Regions from separate parts of the Gossypium hirsutum genome. Here region 2 is linked to region 1. Evidence: chromatin contacts called from public Hi-C data. All regions are on one chromosome and are shown on one strand. The core of a region is the stretch at or near the end of the contact, and the rest is flanking DNA. Distances in the headings are between cores, read along the strand shown. Region 1 holds the start of LOC107896784 (protein IQ-DOMAIN 14). Region 2 holds the start of LOC107896771 (stromal 70 kDa heat shock-related protein, chloroplastic).

The links. Hi-C and Micro-C count contacts between places; a contact is called where the count stands out from the background.
Region 2: a contact with region 1 is called in a Hi-C map of petal, with 2.8 times the contacts expected there. The contact joins the promoter of LOC107896771 here to the promoter of LOC107896784 in region 1. A contact is called at or near these places in 2 of 34 Hi-C or Micro-C datasets (leaf and petal).

The regions. Positions count from the first base shown.
Region 1 is chrA10:81,778,685-81,784,318 of Gossypium_hirsutum_v2.1, reverse strand. LOC107896784 (protein IQ-DOMAIN 14) reads right to left here and starts at 3,333. Exons shown (of 7, transcript XM_041078886.1): 1 at 3,077-3,333; 2 at 2,843-2,872; 3 at 1,540-1,716; 4 at 663-1,076; 5 at 1-163. The coding sequence starts at 1,614.
Region 2 is chrA10:81,965,464-81,970,460 of Gossypium_hirsutum_v2.1, reverse strand. It overlaps LOC107896771 (stromal 70 kDa heat shock-related protein, chloroplastic), which reads right to left and starts at 2,994. Exons shown (of 10, transcript XM_016822038.2): 1 at 2,538-2,994; 2 at 2,287-2,382; 3 at 143-2,191. The coding sequence starts at 697.

The DNA of each region.
Region 1 (5,634 bases), core at 2,084-4,583:
GGTTTTCTAACATCTGGATCCTGCGTGACTGAATCTGGGACTGTATTCGCACCAAAAGCTGCATACGTTTCATTGCGGTTGAAGTTTGACGTTTCACGTTTTGACCTCTAACAACTCCTTGAAGCCTCACAAGGCCTTTCCAAGCTCGAAAACTTCTCCTCGCCTGTATTATGAGTTCCAAGATAATCAATCTGGGAATCAAATATTGATGCAAGACAAATCAATGCAAAGGACTCTACCGTGTATCATCATACAACATGATATCACCAACAACTAAGAGCAATGTGATTAACTGTTTTCCCAGGGAAACTTCACCCATTACTGAGCCCATTAGAAAGTTGTTCATAGCAAATGGCTTTTAACCTTTCTACCTATAAAGGTTTTAAGGGGAATTATGTTCATTTATAATATGTGAATATCAGCTGGTGGAAAGTGGAGGGGAAAGTGACGTAATATAGACCAGACTTGCACAAACAATAATATCCTACATCAGTACTTGTCATAAGTCCCTAAAATATGAAATCTTTAACAGATTAATTCTGCTGTACTATTATTCAGTTTATGGCCATATAATTTGTCATTGTTCGTCTTTTCAAAACCAGTTGCCTCCATGAAATTTCCACTTTGAAATCTTTTATTAATAAGAAAAGTGAAAGATTTACCATATAACCTCTATAGGCTGCTTGAATTTTTGTAGCAGAAGCATGATGATTCCTTAAAGTTGGTTCTGGTCGAGGACGGACGACCTTAGGTGGAGCAGCTCTTGGAGAAGCAGCTCGTGGAGGGGAAACGGTTCTTGGAGAAGCAGCCCTCGGGGAAGCAATCCTAGGAGAGGCAATCCTCTGTGAAGGAACTCTAGGAGAAGCATCTTTATGAGGCACAAAAGGTGGTGTCGCTGGCTGCTCTGGAGGTGTTGGAGGCCTGAATACTAGTTTATGCTCTCTTTCAGCCTCCCCAAGAATTTTCTCAATACTGCTGGGCTCTCTAAAGAGGGGAATAAAGGAATTGGTTTCTCCATGCCTTAATTTTCCTAGGCCTTTCTTCTTCTTTTCTTTACCACTTCGTTTATCCGATTCCTGAGGGATTTAACCATAGAAAAACAGAAGGCGTCTTCTCAATAACATTTAGGCAGAAAAAAGTTCATGCTTTACAAGAACTAAATCCAGAGTGCTTCTTACGATGCATGAGATACATTTGATCTATGAAACAAACACATTGACTTCAAGAGCTGACTATGCAACAAAAATGTCTTCAATCAGAAATTTCACTCTCCAAAGGCAACTAATTCTACCCATTTCTATTTTGACATCTTTCCAATGCCGGGTTCTTTTGTTTACCTAATCAGCAATCACAACTATCTGCTGGATGTTTGAACCTTATACACAAAATGTAAGTTTTTCTCTAACAAAAATATAAGATAGATAATGAAATTAAACAATAAAAAACATCTACAATTAGTACGTTCTTTTCATATAGTTAATCAAAACCATAGACAAAGTAGCGAAGTCCATATGCACCTAGTTAAAAATATGAACTTACATTACTTAGCTTTTCCTTGGAGTGTGGTATGAAAACCCTTTTAATTGCAGAAAACCAACTTCCTTTCTTTCCCATACTGCCAGCATTACTTTGTTGGTCTAAGCATGTGAAGAAACAGAATAACCAAAAAAAGCCAGCAAAAATCCACTCGTGCAAGGGCCAAAACGACGGTCCTATCTGGAGTCGTAAAGAGATGCATAAGATCTAATGTAATTACAGTGCTATACAGCATAGTGTCTATCATGAAAGATAAGGATGAAAAACAATGCATTAATCAAAACATTTACTGTTTCATGCAGATTCTAAAATTCAAGTTTTCAACCATGAAATCTGATTAAACTGCTTGATAAGCGTTATGACTTGGAAACTTTTCAGGCTTTTCATGATGCAAAAGTTCTTAAATAAAGAACAAATGTTACGACATGGAAACTTTTGTAAACACAATAGTATTAGATTGATTATTCATAAGGATAAGGTCCCAAAACTACTCATTAAAAGAGAATTAAAACTACTCACAAAGGAGGCTATAGGCCTGAAACTAAGGTCTTCCACCACCATGAATGAATCAAACAAAAAGCAAAATGAAAAGAACAGATGACACGAGAAGAAACAGGGGAATTTTGGTATGGTGATTCAGCATTCGGTGTAAGTTGAACCAAAAACAGCTTCCAGATTCTCACAGATATAACTAAATTGGGTTTAACCCACAAGTTTGTTTCTTATGGTTCCAAGTTAAGCTCAAAACATTTCAGTCCAAGTATAGAAACCCTTGCAGACATATACAAGCAGGCATAAAAGTCCATTTGTTTTGTTAATCACCATGAAAGATAGTTTTGTCACTTTTTATATAATTAAAATAATAGTACAGAAATCCTTGACAATCAGCATAAACTTCCTCTCCGCAGAAATTTTTCCTTCTGGGAAGCTTGAGTGCTCCTAGTAGAAACCCCCCAAAGAAAGTTCACCATAAATACTCAAAATGCTAGAGATTTTTTATTTTCAGAAACTCCTGGTTTTGAGAACATATAATACTTGCCATGGAAGGGGGGGGGGATCTGTGTTTTTTAAAGCTTAAAAGACAACTATTAATTCTCCAACAAAACTTCTGACACTCGTACAGAAAAGATCCAAAGACAGGAAAATTTTAATACTAAAAGTTTACTACCTTAAAGAAAAGCTCACTTTTTGAAAATTATAGTTTTCTACTCCTTCCCCAAGAACATAATTGACAAAAACCCAAAATTTTATATAAACAAAAATGCTAAAAAAAAATAAAATAAAACAAAACATACGTGTAATGTACCTTTAAGAGAGAGCTTCAAACTTCCAAATTCTGCAAGAACCCTTCAAAAAGCTAAGTTATGAGAAGCTAGAAAAAGAAGAACAGCAGCAAACAGCCATATCTAGCCTCCTCCATCTATCCCATACAACATTGTTGTTTCAAATAATCTTTTTCTTGGTCCTAGCCTTTTTATCTAACACATGGGGGAGAGTTTCTATTTTGTTTCTTTCTACTTACTATTGTAATGTTTCTTACCTTTCGAAACACAAATTCTTTAACCTTTTTTGTTTCCCTTGGGTGGGTATGAAATTGTCCAACTTTTTCATTTTTTTTTCTTTTGCCACCTTTTTTTAACTTTTGGTGGATGTGTACATGTTTTTAAAAGAAAGAAATCATCAAAGGGGTTGCTGCAGTTGATGATGATGATCACATTCATATCAGAAAACGAGTATAAGAAAGGGAAGGGTTGAGAGAAAAAGGGTTGCCCACTTTTTCACTCAATGTGCCAAACTTCAACAACCTTTACTTGAATAGGAAGACTATTTGGACAGCAACCATGCCCACTCACTGATTTAAACGGTTAGGTTTGGTACTCTTTCAATTCTTTTTTTTTCTTAACCATTAATGTTGTAAATATAAATTTTATATTAAAATGTATTTCACATACCAGACATGCTTCGAGTGTGAACTATCTGTCTGGTCTGATAGGTTTGACCTTCAAGGAGAAACACGAATATTTTTTGAGTTTCTGTCTGAGATTCGCAACCATGGATACCTCCGCTTGACCGAGTCTCAAGCCTTGGAGAAAATGGTCAAATGATAAATGCCATTTTATCTTACCAATATTCTTTTAAGTCCCTTTTTTACTCATACCTACCTCATTTATTGACCTGGTTTCTATTTTATCACTACTTTGATTTTCTTTTAAGCTCAAACAGACAGTAATAAAGAATGTTTTCTTCTGATTAATGAATCTTATTTTTGGATATTATTTAGTTTTCTAGATTTTATGAAAAACCAAATTTATTTTGGTAATAATAATGATCCAGCACTACTGTAAAGGAAACTTGGCAGTCCACAACTATCTCAAGTTACCTTAGTCTTAGGTAAAGTGATATTAATAATATTATCAATGGCATTGGGAACGTGCATTAGAGGAGGAGCGTGTTCAACACTTGCTATTTATTGCAGTGGAGCTACAAATAGTAAACCTACTCGAGCATTAACTTTTGTCTTGTAATAAAATGAATAAAACTGATAATGTGGGGGTGATCCTCATACAAGAGGATGTGGGACCACAGACACCCAAGTTTGGAATCAGGAAAAAGTTTTAAAGAGTTTGAAATTAAATTATAATATTTTAAAATTTATATTTTTATAATTTTTAAAGGATTAAAGTAAAAAGAATTTATTTTTAGAGTTAATTTAAATGAAAAATTTTGTGTTTGGGACATGTGATCTCAGCCATTGGATCAGCATAAGGATGTGATTGATCTCTGCAAAGTTTGTTGCAGTAAAAGAAAAAAAAATAATGCATCATTCTTTTCTGGCTCTAAGTCAGCGCGTGCGTGTTGAGTTGCAAAACAACTTCTGGGGTTAAGTAGTAGAAAGGGTATGTAAAACTTATATAAATGAATTTTTTTTTAAAAAAAATTCTCAAATAATTCATTAATAGTAAGCAGGTTGGAATTTAAATTTTTAGATTGTTGGAATTAATATATAATATAAATGGAAATTTCACTTCATATTTAATAAATATAAAGTAAGATGTTGTAATTCATTTTAAAATTGAAGCTTCTTTTGCAAATAATATGAGGGTAAATTTTGGTGGTATTTTGATATCAGAGGTTGAAATCCATATAATAAGAGAAAATGAAAATACAATTATTTGTCCTCGATTTATAAAATTAGAGAAGGGAAAGTGGTTGTTGCAGGAAAGCATTGTGGTGCATAGCTCACAAAGATTGGTAAGTGTGATATAGATGAAATAACTACTATCCTTTATTTATAAGTTCAGCATATGGTTTTTTGTTTACACTTTAGAGTGCCGTCTAAGCAACTTGATTGTACGGATTTTGTTACTTGTTTGATTTACCACTCCAAATTTTCTTTTTAATAACAACGTGTTGAATACGTTATTTATTTATGGGATAAATTATTTTTTTAAATTTTCGTAACGGGGTTTAAAATTTATTTATTCAAGTTAAGTTTTGAACTTGATTTTTTTTTTACATTGGACCTCAACTTTTTTTTTCAAGTTTGATCTTAAACTTTATATTTGTTCTCACATTGGCATTTAAAACTTTATTTTTTATCTAAGTTAGTCTTTAATAGTTCTTTGAAAATTCTAAAGTTCAGGTTTTAATGTGGAAACAATTGTCAAGTTCAGATCCTAATATGAGAATAATTGACAAGTTTAAGAACTAACTTAGACAAAAAAACAATTCAAACCCCAATATGAAAATAGTTGCGTAGTTCATATCCTAATGTTTGAACAATTATCAAATTCAAGACTTAACTTTGACACAAACAAAAAAGTTGAAATTCCAATTAAGAATAACTACCAAATTTTGGCCCAAATAATGATTTAACCCTTTATTTATTTTTCTTTTAGGACTATATTATCCTTTAAAATCTTACCTTTATTCTTTATTTACTCTACATTCTCGTTTTTTTTTGGAGTACTTTTTTTTTAGTGAATCGTCCTCTTCTTTGTCTGGTAATTCTATTTTTTTAACATCAACATTCAAATTGAAACACTCATATAATTTATTCCAAGCATTTTATAGGTCTATTCAAAATCATTTAAAATT
Region 2 (4,997 bases), core at 1,745-4,244, 190 kb before region 1:
TCAAAGTTCCATAAATTTGGTTTTCAAAACATTTTCAATTTCTCAAACTTCCAAGTTAAATAAGCTCAATAAACATAGCAAAGACAACCCAATTCATGACTCAATATAGCAGTGAAAGTAAGAAGCCGTTAATATAACATACTTGAGCTGAGATTTCCTCGGCGGCGAATTGTTTACCAATGGCAGGACAATCAAGCTTAACATTCCCATTATCATCTCTAATAACCTTATAAGAAACCTGTTTCGATTCCTCATCCACTTCCGACATCTTCCTTCCAATAAACCTTTTCACAGAGAAAAACGTGTTCTCAGGGTTCACAACGGCTTGTCGTTTCGCTATCTGCCCTACTAACCTATCCCCAGTCTTCGTATACGCCACCACGGACGGCGTCGTCCTCTGCCCTTCAGCATTCGTTACAATAGTGGGCTTCCCTCCTTCCATGGCCGCCACCGCCGAGTTAGTAGTCCCGAGATCGATTCCGACCACTTTCTCGTTCACAACTCTCACTGGCCCAACGCTGTAGCGTTTACCGTTGTTGTTGGTCTTAGCGAGTCGTAGGAAAGCGGCGTTCAACGGCGACGTTTTGTGCAGTCTTTGGCCCAAGAAAACCGTTCTGGGTGAATGGTGGTTGGGTTTTCTTGAAGAAGCGAAACCAATACCACCAAGGACATGGATTTGGGCAGTTGAGGAAGCCATTTCTTTTTTTTCTTTTTTTTTTCAGATGTAACTAATTAAAATAGCAATCAAAAGAAGAAGGAATTGAAAGTGGATAAACTGAGAAGAACCCAAAATTCCCAGAGAGACAGAGTTTGAAATGGGTAGAAAGCAAAGGCAACAAAAGCTGAGTTGGGTTTGGGGTTGGGAAGAACTAAGAAGATAAGAGAGGCGGAGAAGGTTAGAGAAGAGATTCCAGAATGATCTCAAGAGTTGGGTTTTGAGGACCATTCGATTTGATAATTTGTCACTGTTTGGATGCCAAGAAAGATCCAGTCAGGTGTTAGGAACTTTGGGCTGAACAAAGCCCCAAAAGCCCAAGAAAAAAGTTCCCAATGTTTTACCTTTTAATTATTTTTAATGAAAAATACTTAATTTAATTTTTTGAATAAAACTATATCTGTCTATCTATGTGATTTGATTAAGCTGGAACTCATCAACCAATTTAAAAAGTAATTTAAACCGATAAATCAAACAATTTTAAAAAGCTAAAAAGTAAAATTATATCTTACAAATTTATTAAAAATTTTAATTTTAGTTTAAAATTACAGATTCCATTTTTTTTAAAAATTAATACAATTATAATATGAATTTTAATTTTATATTAATATTTATATTAACAGTAAATAAATACAATTTCATTAATATTAAAATTAAATAAAATAAATACACTTTCATATTCTTCACAACTCTTCACTTTCAGCAGTTCAAAAGTCAAAGTCAGAATTGAATCAAGAGCTAAGATTGAAATCATGCATTCTAGTTTTAGACTGCTGCTGCAATTTTGTTATATCTCAATTTGCAGCAGCACGAGAGAGGGACGGTGGTGGGGGGAAGTAGGGGGAGGGAGACTGACGGGGTTGGGGAATTTTTATTTTATTTAATATTAATGTAATTATCTTTATTTACTATTAATTTATCTGTTTGAGATTATTTTAAATTTAATCTGTTTGAGATATTTAATTTTTTTTTTAAAATAATTTGATTAAATTTAAAAGCTATGATAAAGGTATACATTATTTATCTTAACATTGTATTATTTAATTTAAATTTAAAATAATTGGATATATAAATTTGTTAAAATAAAAAATTATCACAACTATTGTATACAATCTATCTCAATTTATTTTTTTAGCATTTTTACGTTATTACTTTTAATTGTTTTTTCAGCATTTTTTAAGCAAATTATTGAAATTCACCTAATTAAAATAATGTTTTTTTTTAACTTTTGCCACTTTAATTTTTTTTATCAATTTAATCATTAAAATATTTTTTAAAATAATCACTCAGCCACGTCAGCAATTTTATATTTTGTTGTAAAATTTACAAAATGGAATATTCTTTTTTTAGTCACTTTAAGAATTACAAACTTTTTAATCTAACACCCACCATCAGTAAACAACCGACCGTCATCATCATCGGTGGCCGGCGTCCAGGTCATCCTCCAATTAGCCAACTTAGCCAAACGGAAACCAACTGCAATTAATTTGCATGAATCTTGCCAACAAATTACTACAGCTGATGCATTTGTGGAAGTTAAAAATTCGATAAAGAAACATCAAAGAACTGACCACTGATTGAGAACTTGAGGCTGATCTGGTCAGAAATGTTTGAATTTGGATCATCAATTTCCATCCCCGCTGCTTCGTTAACCTTTGCCATAATACCTTCAAAAAAGAAAAAACCAATAAGATTGCATGTGACAACGAAAATGACAGAAGTTTTTGACAGAAAAAATTCAACCAAAAAATATAAAGGCATTTAACCGGTGAGCAAACAGAGTGTAGAGATCTAGACATTTTGACAGTACCGAAGGCGTTACCTTTGGATTAATCTAGTGGTAATGAAGAAAGCGCCGCAAATCTCGATTTCGTAGGCCTAGGCTGTTTTTTGCTGGACCTTTAATTTGTTGCCGGAAGTTTCCGCCAACGGAGGATTTGAATCTCGTTGATGTTTTGGTTTGTGGAGATGGTGGTGATATGGGGGAGGTGACAAAGTCGTTTACATGAAACGGAGGCGGGAAAGACCGTCGAAGAATCCAGCGAGAATCATGTCTTCGTTAGCGCCGGTGCCGGTGTCGGTACCTCGGAGGAAGAAGGACGAAGAAGATGTTGCTTTATATGCTTGGATGGCAGGAATCTTGTGCTTTGTGATCGCCAGTGAGTTTCGAAATTTTTTATTGGTTGATCCAAAAATGTAATGAAATGAAAAGAAATTTTTAGTTAATTGTCCAATAATAAGCTGAAAGATATTGTTTGAGTGGAGTTGAGAGTTTTGCCAAGTTAAAGCTGAAATTTAAGTGACGTTTGCCTCTATTAAGCTTGTCTGATTCCAAAATAATTGCGGTTGATTACGGGATAGTTTGGTATTGTTTTTTTAAGGTAAATTTATTGATTTATTCAATAAATGGAATCATATAATTTTTTTAAAAAATAGTAAATACTCGTAGTAGATAATGAAGGATAAGCTCTATCAACACAACAAAGGTTTTAACCTCAGCGCATCAATAGAATATTATGACATGTTGACAATTAACTTTGTCACAACTCAAGCACGACATATTTAGAGTGATTGCAAGCACTTAATACGATAAGGAAATTAGTCCCGAATGGTCTAAAGCGGAAAGTAAAAATCGACAAAAGAATCGAGCATTCACCAAACTAAAGAGGACAACAACAAAATTATCCCTAAAATCACTTGTAAAATTGAGATTGCATGCATAAACAAGACTAAAAAACATGCTACAAGAGCAGACAAAAACTTCTAAAACTGAAGACTTCTTAAACAATAGAAAAACAAACAAAAAAATATAAAACTTAAGATAACACGAGTCTAAATCAACACATGAAATCATTTATTATTTTGAAATGGTCTCAAAACAAAAACAGATTAAGAAGTTAACTACCCACTTTCCAAGAAAAACTATTGGTCGCTAGTGGAGTTTTAGCGAATGATAGGCACCATCATCTGTACATCATAACTTGTGAAGAAACAAAGATAACCACAAAATAGATCTACAAATTGAAAAGAGAGAAGACAGGTAAAAACTCGTTTTTCAGAAGTGTTGGAAACGGTAGTTTCAGGGCCACAAATCTGACGAGTGAGTCCGTAGATATTATTATTTAATAGTTACGAGTCAAGTATAGAATTACATTGAAATTTGATTTAATGATTTTTGTTAATTGAACGAATTATTAGGTTCAAGTGGTATGTCTCTAAAGTCAAGTGATTTTAGAAAATAAGATATCGGACCTCATTTCTATAAACCAAGCCCGTCAATATTTTATTAGATATGTACGAAGTGTTATTAAGGTTATATTAAAATTTAATTAAGAAATTTTAATGTTTAGATAATTAATTAATTAAAAAGAATTAAATTGTAAAAAATATAAAATTTAATCACTATTGAATTATAATAATTAGATGACTTAATTATTAAATGAGGGAGGACTGTTATGACAATTATACCATGTTATAACTTAATGGACGGTTGTAGGTTGGTGTTTTGGTTTAATTGAATGTTTTACTAAAAGGCTAAATTTAGTAATTAAGTCTAAGTAAAATAAAAATAAAACAACATCATCTTCGTAAAGAGACTTGGCTGAGGAATTTGAAGATGAATAACACAATTTTTTTTAAAGCTTAAGGTTCGCCCATCATTAGTTTCTTGCAGGTGAGTTTCGTTTAAACTCGTTTCTTATATTTTTTTTATATTTTTTAGATTGTTGCAATTAGGTCTAGTTAACTTATATTTTTTGTTTTCAAAACTTTAAAGATTTTAGATTTTTCCTTTAATGAATCTAAGTTATTCTTGATGTTAAATAATGAATTTGTAATCTTGATTGTTGTTTAGGATTATTTTGTAAAGTAATTTTAGTTAGTTTTTAGTTTAATGACTAATTTGATAAAATATTAAAATTTACATGGAATTCTTGTGATATTTGAATAATTGTGGACTGCATAAGTATAGAAAGAAATTCGGCTAGCATGAGAAATTGTGAAATTTTGATAAATCTAGAATTTTGGGTTTGGGGACTAAATTGTGATAAATGTAAAAGTTTAAGGAAAATGTGTAAATAATAAAAACTTAAGTTCATATGCATAAAAATGAGTTGGAATATGTGTTTGAATTTGAATTTGATAAATTGAATTTAATCATTATAGATTAAGAAACGAACCAATTGGATTTAAATTGATGAAAAGCTAAAGTTTTGCACTAGTCATTGGCTTTGTTTTTGCAACCATTTAATCGAAGTAAGTTTATATAATAATTTAATATATC